Regions from separate parts of the Ovis aries genome. Here region 1 is linked to region 2. Evidence: chromatin contacts called from public Hi-C data. All regions are on one chromosome and are shown on one strand. Each heading gives the region's core, a stretch centred on a gene start, on an enhancer-like site or on the middle of the called end of the contact. The rest is flanking DNA. Distances are from core to core; before and after follow the strand shown. Region 1 holds the start of SNX10 (sorting nexin 10). Region 2 overlaps SNX10 (sorting nexin 10).

What was found. A called contact is a pair of places that touch in the nucleus more often than the background predicts.
Region 1: a contact with region 2 is called in a Hi-C map of liver, with 5 times the contacts expected there. The contact joins the promoter of SNX10 here to the enhancer-like site in region 2. A contact is called at or near these places in 8 of 16 Hi-C or Micro-C datasets (blood, hypothalamus, liver and 2 more).

What each region holds. Positions count from the first base shown.
Region 1 is chr4:71,232,051-71,235,690 of ARS-UI_Ramb_v3.0, reverse strand. It overlaps SNX10 (sorting nexin 10), which reads left to right and starts at 1,315. Exons shown (of 6, transcript XM_060415039.1): 1 at 1,315-1,385. It overlaps LOC132659743 (a long non-coding RNA gene), which reads left to right. Exons shown (of 2, transcript XR_009600500.1): 2 at 419-705.
Region 2 is chr4:71,182,298-71,185,963 of ARS-UI_Ramb_v3.0, reverse strand. It overlaps SNX10 (sorting nexin 10), which reads left to right. Exons shown (of 6, transcript XM_060415039.1): 2 at 3,460-3,546. Among named protein-coding and RNA genes, the nearest start is that of SNX10, 50 kb to the left of the region's middle. Within about 2 kb of position 1,598, at least 7 of the 54 cell types and tissues checked have an H3K27ac peak or open chromatin away from gene starts, as enhancers often do. A contact at or near this core is called in liver, where this site is marked.

The sequences.
Region 1 (3,640 bases), core at 66-2,565, 50 kb before region 2:
ACATCTGACTCTTTGGGACCCCATGGACTGTAGCCCGCCAGGCTCCTCTGCTCATGGGATTCTCCAGGCAAGAATACTGGAGTGGGTTGCCATGCCCTCCTCCAGGGGACCTTTCCAACCCAGGGATCTAACCTGCTCTGTTATGCCTTCTGGATTGGCAGTTGGGTCTTTACCACTATGGCCATCTGCTGAGACATCACAAAATGGGAACTTAATATCAACCTGGTCAGCAGTGTGACTGTCTCCCTGATAGACCTCTGTCTTCTAGAAAAAAGTGATCTTGCCATGACCAATCCGAGTTTTGCTAGGATAACTTCCTTGTCTCCCGGCCTTAAGTCTGTAAGAGCCTTTTATTTTGTACAACTCCTTAGCACTTCTTCCTATCTGCTGAACTTGATGCTGGCTATTTCTTTGGAAGGAATGATGCTAAAGCTGAAGCTCCAGTACTTTGGCCACCTCATGCGAAGAGCTGACTCATTGGAAAAGACTCTGATGCTGGGAGGAATTGGGGGCGACAGAGGATGAGATGGCTGGATGGCGTCACTGACTCGATGGACGTGAGTCTGAGTGAACTCCGGGAGTTGGTGATGGACAGGGAGGCCTGGCGTGCTGCGATACATGGGGTCGCAAAGAGTCGGACACGACTGAGCGACTGAACTGAACTGAACTGAATCATGAATCATTGAATAAAACCAGTAAAATCTTTAACATTTACTCAGTGGATTTTTAAAAACACTGCCTTTATTATTCTGTCATGTAGTCACCCATTAGCGGTTTAAGTGATTATTGCGGCTTTCCACGCGAACAAGTGGGTCAGATGCAACCCAAGATGCCACTTGGAAAACGGTTTACTGATTCAGTCACCTTGACAGACCTCATTTCTTTCCCCCCAGGATGTCTTGTGAAAAAATTCAAACATACAGAAAAGTTGAAAGAATTTTTCAGTAAACACTCATATGCCCACCACCTAGGTTCTACCATTGACATTGTACCATTATCTATCTATCACTCTTCCCATTCAACCATCCTCTCCGTAAGTAACTAAGGGGGCGGAACGGGGTTAGCAAGCTCCTGGTGGCTTTTAAGTGGCGCCCCCCAGTGGCCGCACAGCTCTCCCCAGCCTCGGGGGCCGAGCGCAGCTTCCAGGTCCGCGGCAGGGGCGGGGCAGGCCTCCGCGGGGCCGTACCTGAGTTGGGCGGTGCGGCGGCCAGGATAGCGGGCGCGGAGCGCGGGCGCGGGGCCGCTACGTGCACGGGGAGCGCGGGGCTGCGCTCGTGTGCGCTCCTCGGCGCTCGCCGCCGCCGCCGCGCCTTTGAGTCAGCAAACTCCGCCACCCGCTGGCCCGCTGGCCCTGCTCTGCCCGGCTCTGCCTGGAGGTGCCGCCCGTAAGTGACAGGCGATCGGCCGGGAAGGCCTCCCTCGCGCCGCCGGGTGGGAACCGCGACCAGGGACTAGCCAGCCGCCCTTTCCTTTCCTTCGCGGAGGCTTAAGGCCCTTTCCTCTGCGCCCAGGTGCCTCTCTCTGCGGTTTAGGAAGATGCTTGGGTCTCCTGGGGTTGGAGCCTGGCGTTGCCTCTTTTCCTGCCGGGGAAGAGGAATCGGTCGGCTGGTTTGCCAGGGGAGGGCACGGATCGGATCGATCCTGCTAAAAAGACACCCCGGGGAGAAGGTGGGGCAGAGGTGGAATCCCGGACGCCGGCGGAGGGGGGGCGGGGCTCGGGAAATGTGCTGAGACACCTTACACCAGGCCGGGTTGGGGTGGGTATTTTTAATTCACGAAAGGATAGCTTTGAGTTTAGAAATTGGGAGGAGTAGGCAGGGGGTTTTCTTGGGATTGTGGGATTGAGGGAAAAGACCCGAGAGAAAATCCACTGATTTTACTGATTACTAGGTCTGGTGCCACGGGAAAGCAACAGCCTGTTTTTCAGTTCTGATGTATCATACTTCGGTAAGATGGACCGCGGGGGATTGAGGGGAATGGAAGGGGGACGTAGAACCACAAGCCCTGCTTGCCAGTAAGGGCTTCTATTTCTGCAGAACACGTTTATGTATCAGAATAATGGGTTTAGAAATTTAGAGCAGGCAGGAGGCTTTCATGTGATCTCCTTCAAACCTCTCATTTTAAGGCTGGGAAACTAAGGCCCTAGGGAGCAGAGTCATCCAGCCAGTGAGAGCAGAAACAGGCCTAGATTGTGGTGGGCTTCTGACCCCCTCCGTCCGCAGCCTTCTCCACACCTCTAGGGGCGTGGGGGTGGGGGTAGGCTGGGAAGGCATTAAGTCCCTCTTAGCCCCTGGGAGGGGGCTGGGCGGCAGGGATGAGTGCAGCCAAAGAGGGGAACTGGCTACTCCATCCGATGGACCAAGCTCCAAGGATGCAGTTGAATGAGATGCTTCTGCTGTTTCTGCCATCTCTTCCAATGATCAATGATGCCTAGTCCTACGCACCGCACCCCCACCCCACCCCGCTTTTTAAAGGCATGGTAGATTTAAGATTGACTAATGGGACTGTTTTGAAAGAAGACAAAAAATACCATACACCCAGAACTAAATATATAGAAGATGTGAAGAAAGGTGATTAGCACTGACCTGTATTTCAGTGGACCACCCTGTTTCTCCTGCTGGTCTATTTCATTCTCATTTCTGAGGTGACTATTTCACTAGGGAGGAAACTGGTGTTGGAGGAGTGGGGTGTGGCTCTCAGGTGACACCGCCCTTCACCAGGGTCTCTTGACTGAACCTATGCTTTTCCTCCTGCAACAGAGGTCTGTGGTAGGAACTTCCTCTTATTTTACTTCCTCCAGGGAAGGCCCCCTGGAGCTTGGTGTTGGAAACAGGCATAAACACCTTCATTCCTTCCCGCATAAAAGTTTGTTGTTTAAAGACTAATGTTGTGTTCTACTGTGGCATTTCTATGTGATTTTGGAGCATTCTTAATAATACTTTTCTCAGCCTTAGGGTCTCTACTTGCATTTTAGGGAACTCAGTTTGTTTGTTCAGCTATTATGGGAAATGGCTTCTTTTTCCTCTTTTGATGTGAGGGCTGTGGTTTAACAACTACTTGCCAGGGGTTTGAAATCAATGAGACCAGGGTCCAGCCTTTCCAGTCTTGCATTTCTAAGAGTAGCAAATGAGGGCTTTTGGCCAGTCATGACTGACCTCCCTGGAGAATAAATACCCTGCATTTTGGATAAAAGACTCTTATCACCAACAGTCTTTTTTTCCCTCTCTCTCTCTCATAAAATTAGTAGGTATGAATCAGCTTTTCTGTTCTCTAAGCCCTGTTCAAATTAAGGGGTTGTGTGTGATAGTGGTTACAACTTCTGGTTTCAGATTCATTGGAGTTGAAATCTGGGGATAATCATTTACTAACTGAGGTACTGTCAGCAGAACACTTAACTTTATGATTTATCCTTTCTTCAGAACTAAAAAAAGGTACTGATAATCCTTGTCTCCCAGAATTGTTCATAACAATAGCTGACATTTACTGAGCACTGACTATGTACTAGGCATTGTGAAGAGTTTTTAACATGGCAGGCTCATTAATCCTTATAACAAACCTCTGAAGCAGATTCTGTTTACATCTGAGGGAAAATGAGTTATCAAGATATCTATGGCTTCCCTAGACTCTTCAGCTCAAGATC
Region 2 (3,666 bases), core at 349-2,848:
ATAGAGTGGTGTGTGTATCAGAGGAGTGTGAAACTGCAGGACTTGGTCAGCGAGTCAAAGACAGAAGTCTGGGGACTCTGGATTTTTGGCTTGGGTTGCTGGGGATGAGATGAGGAGGAGGATGTGGGAAGGGTGTGGACTCTGTGCACTAATGGGATTTTCAAGTGAACCTTCTGGGCAGGAGGCTGGATATGTGGGGAGATGCCTGGACCGAGATGGAGAGAGAATCATCAGTTCGTGCTGTGTGCTTGAAACCATATGTTTGGATGAGGTCACCCTGGAATGGTAACAGGATGTGAAGAACAGCAGCTTGGGATGGCTCTCAGGGCCACAGAGATGTGGAAGGGAATGAGAAGGAAGGAAGCTTACCATTTAGCACTTCAACCAAGTTAAAGATTTTCAGGACTGAGAAAGTATTTGGAGACTTAGCACCATAGTTAATTTTGAGTGTGCATTTTGAGTGTGCCTCCAACTCAAAATACGCTCTCATCGGAGCCTGCATTGCTGTGTTCTTAGGAGATTTTTTTTTTTTCCCAGCTTAGTTTTAGAATCTGTTTTCAACATATCCTTCCCTACAGAAAGATTAGATGTAATGAGTATTAATAAAGGTAGAATCTGAGAATTCTAACCCATTAAGATGAGGGAACTAGGTTCCTTACTGTAATTTGTCATTATGATATTCATTCCTTCTACAAATATTATGAGGGGCCTGCTCCGAGCAAGTCCTGTGAAATCTTCAGGTCTCTGCCTTTTACTGAAAAATTACAGTATTAAAGTATTTGCTACTAGGTTCTTAAATTAATAAATTTGTACTTGAAAAAGATAATTGTGTTAGCGTTTCTGAATTGCTTATTACCAAGGTCTATGGGAAGACCTTCATGCTTTGGGTTTATAAGCACTTTCCTGTCTATATAATATTTGACTTCATGTAGCACAATAAAATTTTCCTGCTGCTTTCACAGGTATTTTATAATTTGATCCTCTTAATGAACAGCTGAGATAGGTTGGATAGCCATCATTCCTATTTTCCTGATGTAGAAACAGAGGCTCAGTGAATAAGCACATAATTTAGGAAGTAAGTGAACAAGAATTCACCCCTGGTCTTGTGACCATAATTTCAGTGTTCTTTCCATGAAAAGGGACATATTACTCAAAGTTTAGATGTTAGTAGTTGGGCAATAGCAGACAAACAGGGGGGAAAAGTTCTGATTTTTTTGAGAAATATTTGTCATTACTACCATCTTCAATTAATAATATGTTGAGTGGTCAAGGAGTCTGTGATGCTGTAGTAACTGTGGATTCTATAATTTTAGTTCAGAAACCCTTTTTTAAATGACAGGTTTGTATAAAATTGGCAAATGCATTTGTTTGTCTTTTCGTTTTTGTTTAACCTGGGGAAAGGCTCACTATTTCAGTAACGGGTGTGTGTCTTCTGCTGTTAATGTGGAACACTGAACTGTTGGAAATATTTAATTTTCCCTGTGGGATTTTCAAGAACTTCTGCTTCTCCAGTGGAAAAGTGGAGCTGCCAGCACCCTGTGAGGGAGTGTGGCCTACATGTGACTGGTTGACTAGGAGACTTCTCCCTTAGTCCGGCTGAATGGGGGCAGGATAACCTTGGTAGCCCTTGTCAACATTCTGTCTTGCCCTGAGTGTATGGGGACACTTTAGAGGGTTAGATGTGGTCTACCCTGGACTCTGATCTTCTCTCCTATCCTTAACCTATTTGTCCCTCTGTTTATTGATTCACTGATGATTGATTCATTCCTTCTAAGAACTATGGGTGTGTGAAAAGCACTGCGGGAAAATGAGTTACGTACACACTCTGGTAGCAGATGGCGGTGAAATGTGTCCTGAGGGCAGGGTGCCTGGGTTCTGTTTCATTTCTGCCCCTGGGCGGAATCTGCTTTACACTGAACCAGCTACACTTTATGTAAGAGGGGCTCTTATCAACAATTGTTTTTATAATCCTTCTTATAATTAAGAATGTGTGTTTAAGAAATAATGGCCAAAATGTTTAGAACATTGCTGTATTGTTGCCTTGTTTTTATTGTCTGTCTTCTAAATGACTTTAAAAATACATAATGAAAAGATTTCAAAATAAGTCTTTTTGGAGCATTAAGTCGTCACCTCTGTATGCGTATTGAGAACAAGCAGTTGGGTAGAAATCTCCAATGCAAGAACAAAGTATTACTTTAGAAGGTGAGACTTACAGGTAGCAAAAGCTGTTTAAGGGAATGTGGACTGTCTTTCTCCCTTTCTGTTAATTTTCTGTCTTGCACACTCTCATTTTATTATCTGCATAACAGAATGGAGGTTCTTTGTCCAGAAAACTCCATAATATTTCTTCTGCTGCTGCTCTGGAGGATTGACAGCCTGCTTCTCAGATGTGCTAAAGCAAAGCAGTAGAAATGCCTACAATTTCAGTCCTGAAGTCTTTTTTCTTCTTCAAAACAAAAGGTTAAAAATATGTAAAATGAAATTCAGTTAGCAAATTTATAATCACCAAATGAATTAATGATACTTTCAAAGATTATCATGCCAAACATAACAATTTTTTGTTGTACATGTTTTCATATTTTAAAATTAAGCTGATGTAGTGAAGAGCACTTTTTCAAAAAGTATTTTAAAATTTACCCCGTGTTTCCTGTTCTTATTATCTTTAAAAAGGAATAAAATGATCTACTCTGTATTTTTTTAACTTCTCTAACTTTTACCTATAACATGAGGTTGTTATGAAGAAGTAGTTTACCACATGGGAAAGTGTATTTTAAGAATAGAAACATATGTTAAAAGTACCCATCTTTCTGTTCATATTACTAAGTTAGTATTGCTTATTCTCAGGCATGGGGTGCGCAAAAGTGATTTTCAGCCCTCCTTGCTTGCTTTTCACACGACCTTTGTCACTCTTTCTTGTTAGTGTTCTAGCAAGTAACTTATCTGGAGAAGGACATGGCAACCCGCTCCAGTGTTCTTGCCTGGAGAATCCCAGGGACGGGGGAGCCTGGTGGGCTGCCGTCTCTGGGGTTACACAGAGTCGGACACGACTGAAGCGACTTAGCAGTAGCAGCAGCAAGTAACTTATCAGGCAGGGCCTGTAGTTTTAATGCAGAGAAATGAAATGACCTTTTTTAAAACTTGATAAAAATGTGAACCTATTTTTCATGATTAAAAATTGAAAATCAGTTTCAGAATACTCTGTTCTTATTGTCTTCATATAACCTGTAAAACCAAATCGAGCCCAGCTCAGTTTTGCATTATTGTAAAAATTCCATTTGTGGCAATAGTGTTTTTTGGACTTCCTGTGGTGCTTGATTCATTAACTTCTTGTTTTTTTAAAGGATTACAACCACATAAGTTAAAGCGCCTTTCAGTTTTGTTCTAGTACAGTCATTTCTCTCAGCCCTTCGGAGCCCTACTTGCAGTTTGGAAACATATTTCTTTGTGATGCCCTTACAGGAATTTGTAAGTGTCTGGGTTCGAGATCCTAGGATTCAGAAGGAGGACTTCTGGCACTCTTATATCGACTATGAGATATGTATTCATGTAAGTATGCCATCAATAGTACATAGAAATCATAGTAATTTTTAGGTAGCATTCATTTGATGGGTACTACGATATAAGTGAAATTTATAAAAATGTTTCTAATTCAAAGAACTGAATTTG